Linked DNA regions of Mus musculus: region 2 is linked to region 1. The links are chromatin contacts, called in public Micro-C maps. All regions are on one chromosome and are shown on one strand. The core of a region is the stretch at or near the end of the contact, and the rest is flanking DNA. Distances in the headings are between cores, read along the strand shown. Region 1 overlaps Thsd4 (thrombospondin, type I, domain containing 4). Region 2 overlaps Thsd4 (thrombospondin, type I, domain containing 4).

What was found. A called contact is a pair of places that touch in the nucleus more often than the background predicts.
Region 2: a Micro-C map of the G1E-ER4 cell line shows a contact between it and region 1, with 3 times the contacts expected there. The contact joins two enhancer-like sites. A contact is called at or near these places in 1 of 39 promoter capture datasets (liver) and 8 of 484 Hi-C or Micro-C datasets (the G1E-ER4 cell line, embryonic stem cells, muscle stem cells and 2 more).

The regions. Positions count from the first base shown.
Region 1 is chr9:60,274,505-60,280,445 of GRCm38.p6, forward strand. All of the region lies in intron 6 of Thsd4 (thrombospondin, type I, domain containing 4), which reads right to left. Among named protein-coding and RNA genes, the nearest start is that of 2010001M07Rik, 57 kb to the right of the region's middle. Within about 2 kb of position 1,952, at least 23 of the 459 cell types and tissues checked have an H3K27ac peak or open chromatin away from gene starts, as enhancers often do. A contact at or near this core is called in the G1E-ER4 cell line, where this site is marked.
Region 2 is chr9:60,415,223-60,420,943 of GRCm38.p6, forward strand. All of the region lies in intron 4 of Thsd4 (thrombospondin, type I, domain containing 4), which reads right to left. It also overlaps the pseudogene Gm22099. Among named protein-coding and RNA genes, the nearest start is that of 2010001M07Rik, 84 kb to the left of the region's middle. Within about 2 kb of position 1,694, at least 4 of the 459 cell types and tissues checked have an H3K27ac peak or open chromatin away from gene starts, as enhancers often do. A contact at or near this core is called in the G1E-ER4 cell line, where this site is marked.

The DNA.
Region 1 (5,941 bases), core at 702-3,201:
TCCTAGGTAGCATTCCTCAGGTGTTATACTAGATGGGTTTGTGTGTCAACTTGGCACAAGTTAGAGTCCTCAGAGAGGAAGGAGCCTCGATTGAGAAAAATGCCTCCACGAGATCCAACTGTAAAGCATTTTCTTAATTAATGATTGATAGGGGGAGGACCCAGCCCATTGTGGGTGGTGCTATCCCTGGGCTGGTGTCCAGAGTTCTATAAGAAAGAAGGCTGAGCAAGCCTAAGGGAGCAAGCCAGGAAGCAGTATACTCCATGGTCTCTGGATCAATGCTTGCCTCCGGGATCCTGTCCTGTTTGAGTTCCTGTCCTGACTTCCTTCACTGATGAACAGTGCTGTAGAAGTGTAAACCAAATAAATCAATTTCCTCCTCAGCTTGCGTTTTGCTCATGGTGTTGCATCACAGCAACAGAAGCCCTACGACAGGTCTTGTCCACTTTTGTTTTTCAGGCAAGGTCTCTCACTGACCGGAGGTTGATGAGTAGGCTGGCCAGCTATTCAGTGAGCCCAAAGATACAAATGTCTTCACACCCCTAGCATTGGGATTCTAAGTACACAGCCACCAAACCTAGCAGCTGCTGTTGCTGCTGCTGCTCCTCCTCCCACATTTTTAAAAAATGTGGTTCCAGGAATCAAACTCACATCTTCACGTTTTCAGGTTGAATACTTTGTGACTGTGCTATCTGTTGGCAATTTTTCTGCCTCCACCCAACAGCAACCTAGCATCAGGTCGCTTCATGAGCCAGGATCCAGGCATCATAAGACCACTAGTTACCACATTCTCATTCATATTCTCTCTCTCTCTCCCTCTCTCCTTTGTTGTTCTTTCTCTGCCTCTACCCCCTTTCCCACGTCTCCTTCCCTTCTCCCAATAAACTTCCTTTTATATCTGGCTGATTGTTTAGGTAGACACCTAGGCACAGGCCCACCCAGACTCCCCCCACCCCACCACATTGCACCATGGTTTTATAAAACACAACACCATCTCCCCAATCCTTATTTCTTTTTACAAATTATATGAACATATTGAGCTCAGTATGAAAGCGGTAGCTTTGTATAACTGATGCAATGCTTTGGGAAAAGTGAAGCAGACACTAGGTGGCGTAGTGCACCCCCAGTGACCCACTCACCCTCCTCCTGGAATTTATCTTTACCCTAAAATCTGAGAGCGTTTCCCTTCATCATCCGAAAAAGGAAGCAAAATACAATCTGAGATCTTCTGTATTGAACCATTAGGAAAACGACCAAGGAAGAAAAAACAAGTTATGAAAACGATCCCTTTTAAGCTTGCAGCCACACTGTCACCTCATGGAAGCCCTCTGTTGGGCCATATGATTTGTAGCGAGAAAAAGCATCAAACCAGGGAGCCTACAGCAGATCTGAGAATGTTTCCCTAACCCCGTGGTCGCCCAGACAACAAAGTCCCACGATCATCATCCCCCCCCCCCCCTTCTGCAGTAGGGCGGCCCTTGTTGTTGTTGTTTTAAATGTTAATGAGGTGAGCCTCATTGCTCTCTCCCAGCTCAGCCTTTCAGCTCTTCCAACCTGAGGCAAAAGCGCCCTGACCAAGCCTTCAAAGGCCCCCAAACAGAATACAGGCAGCCTCTGGAAACAACTTGACCCTAGGCCTGCAGACAGAAGAGTAGAGAACTAAGAAGAAAAAGAAAGACAACAAAACCTTAAAGCTTGCAAACTTGACTCCTAAAGCATCCAGTACTATGATGCAAATACACACACACACACACACACAAACACACAAAAACACACACAGGGCTTAAGAAACAAAAGACAAGGGGCCAAATCCACCTCAAACAAGGAAAGAGTGAGCTAAGGCTTTTATCCTTTCAAACGCCAACTCTCAGAGAAGCCCTGGTCTCCCTGAAGTTCTCCATAGAAAACCTAACTGATTTAAAGCTAGGAAGCCGACATTTTACAAAGTCCTCTCTGCCTCTCCCAAGGACTGAGTGATCCAGTCCTAAGGAGCAGGAAGTCTGGGGCAGTGGTACCTGTAAACGGTCTCTTTCATGTGGGAACATCTCCATCTGCTGGAAACTCCGATGTCTGCATTAAAGGCACAAAGTTAAGTTTTGTTTTTCCTGTAAATATATCCATTTCTAGTTTCTCTCAAGTACCTGTCACTATCTGACTGAAAGCAGCTGTCCCTCTTCCTTTTCCTAAGGTCCCTGGTGGCAATGTTTATCTGTGATATTTACGGGACAGCCCCAGCCCAGGGTTAGACATGTCCTTCCCATCTGTCTTCCCTGACAACAGGACATCCTTAGGTCAGTCCTAAAAACCTCTACAAAACCCTCCTGAGTCAGGAGATTGTCTGCCTGAAGGTCAGAGGTTTCTGAACTCCAGGGAGTTGGCATTCCGTTGAACTATGGTCTTAGCTTCTTACACCACCTGAGTGCCTTTATTTGTCAGGGCTAACTGTTCAATAACAACCATTTCATCTTTGATTTCAAAAGTACACAGATTTACACACATGTGGGTGAGGAGGGCAAGGCTGGGTTTGCCATTCTGGTATATTTGATGTGAGAGTTCTACTCCAGAATGCTGGCATTCTTTATATGAATGCTGGAGTTCTTCAACCTTGATGGAGTGCCTCAAAAACAGCCTGCCACACTTTAGATCATAAAGTCTTCCTGAGCCATGTTAATGGCTTGGTTCCCAAGGTGGTGCTGGTGGGAGGTCTTCAGGTTATTGAGGGCCCCTCTGAAAGGGATTACAGGGCTCCTCATTTCTCCTTCTCCTCTTCCTCCTCTTCTTCCCCCCCACCCCCCAGCTTCCTGGTCATAAGGTGAGTAGATTTGTTCTTTAATAATCAATCCTACCATAATATAATCCTGGCTCAAAGCAAAGGGCAATCATCTCATGTACTGGAACACTGACATCTGTGAGACAAAAGCCAACCTTTCAATGTAGTGACAGAAAGCCGAGTAATGCACAGCTCTGGAAGGCCCAGTGCCCACAGGACAGAGAGCACCAGGCTCCTCCTCTTTCTCTTCCGTTGGCAGCTCTCTAAGCATCATCTTCCTCTTTCCTCAGCATCTCACTCCATTCTGATGTTCTCTTTATTTTTGTTGCTTTTTAAAAGTCTTTTTTAATTATTTTAAATGCATACATACACATTTAAATTTACATACACATGTGAGTGTGGGTGACCAAAGTGGGCACTAGATCTTCTAAAGTTGGAATTACAGACAGTTGTGAGCTGCCCAGCATGGGTGCTCAGACACCAACTCAGGTCCTCAGCAAGAGCAATGCATTCTCTTAACTTCTAAGCCATTCCTACTGCACCACACTCCACATGACAGTCTCCTCTTTAGTACTGTGTGTGTGTGTGCATGCGCACACATCCAAGTGCGTAACCGCATGCAAAGCCATGTATGTGGACAACTCCCGAGAGTCAGTTCTCTCTTGCTACCATATAGGGCCCAGGGATTTCACCCAGGTCCTCAGCTTTGGCGGCAGGCGCCTTTACACGATGAGTTATCTCACAGGCCCCATTCACTTCTTAAAAGCAAAATGATACATAGTCCCATTGGTAAATCATTACTTCCCCATGTTAAAGTCACAGTATAAACTTGAATGGCTTCCTGGGCCTCTCTCTTTTTACTGTATATAGGGGGAGGTTGGGATGGTCTCCTTCTATTCAAGAAGGTCTGGGGAAAGGCATGCATGTGAAACGAAGCCAATACAACAGAGGCTTCTCCTGTATAACAGATCTGGTGGGAAGAACGCTGGCTGTCCTCGTCACTGCAGGGCTGGTAAGAGCCAAGCTACACGTGAGAACACCTGACAATGAGAGCCATAGACAGAAAACACGAGAGAGCTGGGATCCTCCCCCACTTCTCTGGGGGACCAAGACTACCTTCCCTCACCTTCCAGAAACATCAGCCAAAATGGAAGGAAATCAAGGAGAGAGACTAAGTGAGCACCCCACCCCCTTCCCCAGACCTCAGCTCCTGAGCCAGGAGCAGAGAAGCCTTCCAAAGCTTTTGATCTCAACAGCCAGCTCCAAACATGTTACCTTCTTAGCCCCAGAAGAAAGAATTTGGGTTATTAAGTAGTGAGTCACAATAGGAGATCCATTTGTAAAAGTATGCTTTTATAACGGCTAATAGTTAGGATGATCCCATTAACAGGAAAACAAATAATGAACTAGAATAGTGATTGGACACGTCTGAGTCCTGCCTCGAGCAATTTCCACACACACTTGCTGCAGGAATGTGGGATCCTGCATTGCTCTCATGCCCAGAGGACCTGCCAACTTCTCAGCGAAGGCTCTTCCTGAAGATACACAGTTAGTGTTGGCAATACACACCTATCCTGAAGCCACAGCCCTCCGCTGTTGTCCATGCACACATGCCACAACCTCATCAGGTCCCCTCTCCTTCTCCCGTCCCTCTCAGCAACCGTGGCCTCCTGCTTTCTGACCACCACCTCCATTCCTCTTCTTTTCCCCCAATGCAGACATTTCCTGAGGGTCGTCCATAGCTCCTTCCTTCAGTCTCCCCTCTCCTGCGGTCTGCTGGGATGGCTGTGGCAGTGAGAAACGATCTCCTATGGGCTCCTTCTTCTACACAACAAATCTGGTGGGAAGAACGCTGTCTTCTCCATTGCAGGGCTGGTAAAGAGCCAAGCTACACATGTGAACACTGTACGAGGCTGAGGGTAAGAGAAACGCAAACCCCGGGACCAGCAGACACAGGCAGTGTGGAGCACAGGCTGAGAGGGGGCAGAGTCAGAAACAGCTAATCAAGTCTGGGGAGGTCAGCCGGGCTTGGTGGCACACACCTTTAATCCCAGCACTCGGGAGGCAGAGGCAGGTGGATTTCTGAATTCGAGGCCAGCCTGGTCTACAGAGTGAGTTCCCAGACAGCCAGGGCTATACAGAGAAACCCTGTCTCGAAAAGGCAAAAAAAAAAAAAAAAAAAAAAAAAAGTGGGGAGGTCAGAGAAGGCTGCCCAGAGGATGGCACATCGGCTGTGACCTGAAGACACAGGAGAAAGGAAGCAGGGAGATGTGGAGGAATGTACTTCCTGCCTTGTGCTGTTTGCCTTTTGTGTGTGTTCGTGCCTGCATGCGCTACTCTATCTCGCCTCCCCATCTGAAAACTGACTAACCTACCTAGATGAAAAGATTGCCTGTAATCTCTCTTCACAGACACTCCTTGGGATGCTTGGGTCCTGGCAGGCAGTTTTAATTTTCTTATCTTTGTGCGCATGTGCACGATGCATGCATGGTGGGCATGTGGTGGTCAGAGATAAGTCTGTGAAGTCAGCTCTCTTATCACACCTTTATGTGGATTCCAGGGACCAGACTCGGGTGGCTTGGTTTGTATGGCAAAGGAGCTTAACCCACCCAGCCATCTTGCTGGCCCCAGTAGGTAATGTTTAATCCCTGATGGAGGGCATGCAATTGCAACAGTCCACAGTTGTTTGGGCTTTAGGGACCAGGGCTGGAAAGAAGAGAAGTGTGAAGGTTTGGGTAAGATCCTCTTTGTCACTTTTGACACTTCCTGTGACTTTCCCTAGGTACTGCAAGACATACAACATTAAGCCCCTATAGCACACCTGACATCAGCCCTCGGGCAGGATAGGATCCCAGCAGCCTATCTGCAGATGATGACTAACGATCCACCATCCCCCTCTTCACGTCCACTTGCAGCCCAAGCCACCATCTGTGAGTGGTCTCTTGCTTGACTAATGACTTGTCTCTGAGAATTGTTTTGCACGGTTATAAACAGAGATTGGGCGTTCACCCTCATCGCCTGTCTTTCTTTCCTTTCTTTCTTTCTTTCTTTCTTTCTTTCTTTCTTTCTTTCTTTCTTTCTTTCTTTCTTTCTTTCTTTCTTTCTTCCTTCCTTCCTTCCTTCCTTCCTTCCTTCCTTCCTTCCTTTCTTTTTTTTTTGGTTTTTTGAGAC
Region 2 (5,721 bases), core at 444-2,943, 140 kb after region 1:
TCTGCCTGTAAGTGTGCTTAAGTGTGGTTTGCACACCTGGTAAGTCTCCCCTGGAGAACAAGTGCAGATAACTTCCGGGTAGTTGATGAGTGAGGACTTGTGTCTGCTTCCCCTCCCCGTGCTGGGACCCATCTGGCTTAGACCTGTGCAGGCCCTAAGTATGTTGCCACAGGCTCCATGAGTTCATACATATATCAGTACAAAGTCTGTTTTTTTTTAATCGAATTCTTTAAGTTAAAATATAAGTACATCATTTCTTCCTTTTAATGCCTTCCATGAGCCTCCAACCTCACCCATCTCAAATCCATGGCTTTTCTCTGTATGTGTACACACATGCACGCACGCACGCGCGCGCACACACACACACACACACACACACACACACGAGGTATATACATGTATAAATAGATAAACACAACCTACTGAGTTCATTTAGTGTTGCTATATGTATATGATTTCGAGACTGATCAATTAGTATTTGATAACCAATTAGGGGGCTTGTCTCCGGGGAAAACTAATTCTCCTACACCGTGGAAAACTAATTCTCCTACACCTGTCTAGGGTTAGAGCCCCATACGATTTCCCCTTCCACTTTAAGATGTCAGTTAGTGTTGGCCTTGTTCAGATCTTGCTTAAGCAGCCACATGGTTGAGATATCATGGGTGAAGCGTCCGTGTCATTTGTAGGGTACAATCTACAGCAGATTCCTGGTCCTATGGTTCTTACACTTTTCTTCCCAAGAGCACATGTCTTGTCTTTTGTTGTTCTCTCCTCCCTGTCACATGCTTGGGGGGGAGGGGCAGCTCATCTCCAGTGAAGGGGTCTGAAGTTGATGGGCTAGCGACCCCACAGCCAGCTTCTCAGTGAGCTCAAACAGAACATGATGATTTTTTTGAATATTCTGTATATTACATACCTGATACTGCCTCCTCCACCCACTGCCATAGCTCACTGCTGCCTAGCTCCATAGGAAACACAGCCTCCCACAGATCAGCACCGGACAAGCCTCTCCTTACCTAGCTATGATTTTTATCAGGGTGGAGCAGAAGGTCCCTAGCCAGCTGATGGGTAATGAAAGGCTGGAGGTCTATGAACAGAGGACTGAACTGAGGGTGACAGCAGCCTAGGAGGACTGACTATGGCCCTGGAAGGTGGACGGGGAAGGAAAAATTCTCCCTGCGGCTGTAGAAGGAACAGGGTCTTGCCAGCTCCTCAATCTTGAACTTCTGGCTTGAACAGATCTTTTTCATTATACGTATTTGCCATTTTCATTATTTTAAACAAATTAAGTTTGTGGTGAGTGGCATACCATCATCAGAAATAAATGAATGTGTTACAGAACTAAGGGACCAAGCCTGGGCTTTTCGGCCAGGAACTACAGCTTTCCTGAGATAGCTGGGTATGCGAAGGTAGGAGGAAGAGCTAACCAATGTGATTCCAAGGGTGCTAAGGAGAAATTTAAATGAAATGCAAACATGGATCCACTGCCTGTTTTAAAGTGAGAGACAGTTGGCCTTCTGGATTTAAGGGGCTTGCCTTTCTCAGAGGATTTCTAATTCAGTCCCCATAGGATGGAAAGTTTCCCCTCTGAACAGGAAGCTGAGGACTTCCCCAGGCTAGGCTCTAGTCCCTACATGCCCTCTACTACCTTAGAGTGTGATATGCTCACTCATGCCCCAGGGCCTCCACCTTTGTGGTTTACTCTTTGGGAAGTGCACTCTTTGTCCAAGGCGTGCTAAATCTCTTCTTCAAAGTGCAGCTCTTAGTGACTTCCTCTTAGAAGACTTTCCTGGTTCCTCAGGTCTCTGACTTCCTGCCTCTCACCCCACATTCTGAGCAGCCCTCTAGCTCCTCCCTGGGTCCTCTGCCATCCTCTTGCTTCCTCTTCTCGCCACCATCATCTGAGCCTCTCCAAGACCAGAAGGGTTAAGTGTCCCTCTTGTATCACCAAGCCACTGGTATCCTTCACATATGCCAAGTCTTCTTTGGCTCGTTCCCATTTCTTCTTACCTAATAAGAATGCAAACTCTTCCTTCCATAGTACTCTCTCTCATGGTCACTTTTGATTGTCCAAGAACTAGACCCACTGTGTGCCCCCAACAGCCCTCTGCTCATACACATCACCAAACATGTGGCATTCCCTCTTAAGACATGGAGGTCTTTGGGAGCCATGTGTCTTTTACTGCCTATTGCTGTTGGGTCTAGCATGGTGTCTGGTGCTTAGCAAATACACAAAGAAAAAGAATGCAATAAAAGGTAAGGAAAAATACATGGAACAGCAATGGCCCTGTCGTCTCTGTTGAGCCTTGAGAGGCAGAGAGAGACCTGAAATCAAAAAAACTGCACATGTCATGATGGTTAGTCTTAACTGTTAGCTACAGTCACCTCTTAGGAAGTGTCTCAGTGAGGGTAGTTTAGATCAGGTTAGCATGTGGGTATGTCTATAGGGGACTGTCTTAATGTGGCTGTAACCATCTCTTGGTCCTAGGGTGTGTAAGAGAAAGGTAGCTAGCTGAACAGAAACATAATATGTCTGTCTTCCTTCTCTACTTGTAGATATGATGTGACCATCTGCCTCGAGTTCTTGCCTTGACTACCCTGAAATAATGGAGTATTACCTGGGATCACAAGCCAAATACTCCCCTTTGTTGCCATTGATAGGATGTTTTATCATGGCAATAGAAGTGAAATTAAAACATGCAAAGGCTTGGCATAGCTACTTTCTCATGCTGGCTAGCCAACTTTCTCTTGCTGGTTAGCCAGGGTTTTCTCTGGGCTCCCCTTGGAGGCTTTGGAGTGCCTGGCAAAGGCAGTGTCTGTGTTTTTAGAGCAAAGCCCAGGGTAGATATTAGAAAATTATTGTCCTTTTCACCTCAGACATGAAACTATTGCTTCATTGGTCTAGGTAATGAGTGCTACCTTTAATCTTGAGCAAGGGCTTTCTAGAAGGGCACATGTGGAATGAGAATCAAGTGCAGACTTGAATTTCAGCCTGACCCCTCTCTGCCATGATCTTGAAGTTCACATCGACTCTGACGTTTGAGTTCATCATCTATAAGTGGCAACAGCACAGACCTACCACACAGTTGTGATGGAGACGGGTGAGAGTGTGGTGTGTAAAACCACTGCCAACATGGCTGGCCATGAAGGGCATGTGGCCGGCCACCTTTAAGAAGTGCTTACAGTCAGAGCATAATGTCAGAAAACAGCTGCTGTTCCTGTTTCAGGCTCCTCCCTTTCACAGATGCTGACCAACCAGGCGCCTGCTGGCCTCTCACCTGGGAAGTGAGCTAACACTGAAGCAGGCATTGCTGCCAGACACATTCTGCTCCCCACCCGCTTCCCTGCTTCCTATCTGGGAGTCACAGAGCCCAGCTTCTGGATCTTACTAAGAGCCACTCCCATCTGCACAACATACCCATGGATATCTCTCTCTGCAGGGACACCTGCCATGCTGTTGTTTTCTGTCTGTCCCTAGCATCAATAACTTTTTAACAAACTCATTGTTCCCCAGTAATCTGTATCAGTGTCTTTTTCAATGCTGCCTGAACCCTAAACCTAACAGAGTTAGGTACCCACAACTATACTAACCACAAGATTTTCAACTCGATCACAGCACCAAATGACAAGCCAGATTTTTATCCTCTCCAGGGAAAACCTGGGCAATGTGGGCAGGACCCAGACCAGTGAATGCACGAGTTAGGCAGAGACTCCAGCCCTGTCCATTCAAGCCAGCTGTGGTCTCTGTAGTCGACTGCAACACAACTTTATTTTAAACTGCCTATAACTGCATGGCATGGATACTACACTCATGAACTCAGAGCAGTAGAGGCTACATGCAGAAGACTGGGTTTATCAACATGTCATCGTGGATGGGAAAGACTCATAAGGTCCCACTTCCCCCAAAGATTGAGACAGTTAATCGTCACTGGGGACGGGGTGGGGGGTTGGGGGTGGGTTCTGGGAGCGTGGGGAGAGGGGGCGGGCAGGATCACATTCCTCAGTGGTGTAGCCACAGCTAGGTTGCCCTTGCTCAAGTAAATAACCCCTATTCCTGTTCATTCCTGCAATCCTAATTAAATGCAGTGGGACACAAAAGGAAGTCTGAAATAATAAGTTAACAATAAAGTACCAGTAATTGATATCTGCCCACAAATCATCCCTGCAATTCAGGTCGGGTTGCAGAGCCTAGAGCAGGGCATCCTGACCTGGGCGGGCATCTCCCAAAGGAAATGAGCTCCATTTCTCAGGGGAATTCTGGGAAGCCCATCCTATACACACACACACATGCAACGGGGGTGGGGGAGAGACTGACTAATTTTTACAGATGGTATTACATGTCTGAGCACCTATCTCCACATCTCCAGGAGGTAAAAGCTGAGACCTGGCAGTGGCTGCTGGAAAGAGGAAAAGCTACCGAGCACCTCATTCCTCAGATCCCAGCGGGCTAACAGGTGTAAGGACACCTACAGGCCAATGGAGGCAAGTGTAAGGGATGCAGCTCACTGGTAGGCCAGGCCAGAGAGCAGGCCTGTGGGCAACCAGAGTACTTGAAAGTACTAAGGGAAGTGGCTGCTGCTGCTCAGCACACTGTCTTTTGGAAACGGAAATCAATGGACTAATAAACATAAAAACATGCATCTGCCCACCCTGAGAGGCACTGCAGGTGTGGCTGCTGTCACATGTATATCAGTAGGTGGCAGAGAGGAGAGAGGCTATGGCTAAAGTTCTGACCTATGAACATCTGAATGTGGCCCGACCTGCCCTGGAAAAAAAAAGAGAGCCCGAAACAGCCACCAGCTGGGCCATGTAGGCCCAGAAAGACTCCCAGAGTAGGGAGTGAGCTGGAGACTAGAAGAGCCTTACCTAGGACCATGGGTCCCAGTGAGTGTGAGCCCGAGATGACCACCCAAAATGAGAGCCTGGACAGGGAGCTAAGCTGAGATGACTACTAGTTTGGCACCATGCAGACTTGAAGGGCACCATGAAGAGAGACAAAACTGGAGACTTGAGGATAGTGAGGAACAGCCTGATGTGAGTAGCTGGTGATGCCACTGGCGACCAAGGTGGGGTCCTGGCCTGTGCTGCCACTGGAGGCCACATCTGGGTCCATAGCAATCTGTTACCATCAGAGGCCAGACACACATTCCTGGTCTAGGCTACTACCTGGGAACGTGTTGATGTCTGAGGGCTGTGAAAAACTGGATCCACCCCTTACCTGGGCATTATGGGAGAACTGGCCCTTGAGGGCACGAGAGCAGGAAAGCTGTCCCTGCCCCTAACCAACTGCAGTACTCAGAAAAGCAGGCCCTGTGCATTGTGGGAGTTTCGGGTGAGCTGCCCAGAGGGTAAGAGTGTGAGAGAGCTGGCCCTGCCACTTGTTTCTGGCATGTGCAGTGACATGGATGAGAGAGATCCCCTCTTACTCCCTCGCCACACATGGCAGGACAGAGAATTGGGCTTGGGTCATGAGAGCTGAAGAGCTGGCCCTGCCCCTCACCTGCTGCAGCACTCAGGAGAGCAGGCGCTGCACCTTGCCTGGGCAGCACAGTAGAGCTCCCTGGTAGTGTGGGCACGGGAGAGCTAGGCCTGAGGGTACGGGAGAGCCAGGCCTGAGGGCACGAGCATGGAACAGCTGGCCCTGCTCCCTGTCTGTAGTGCAGTGGCACTGACAAGGGAAAGATGCCTTCTCTCCCTCCCTCATCCCTTGCCACCCATGTC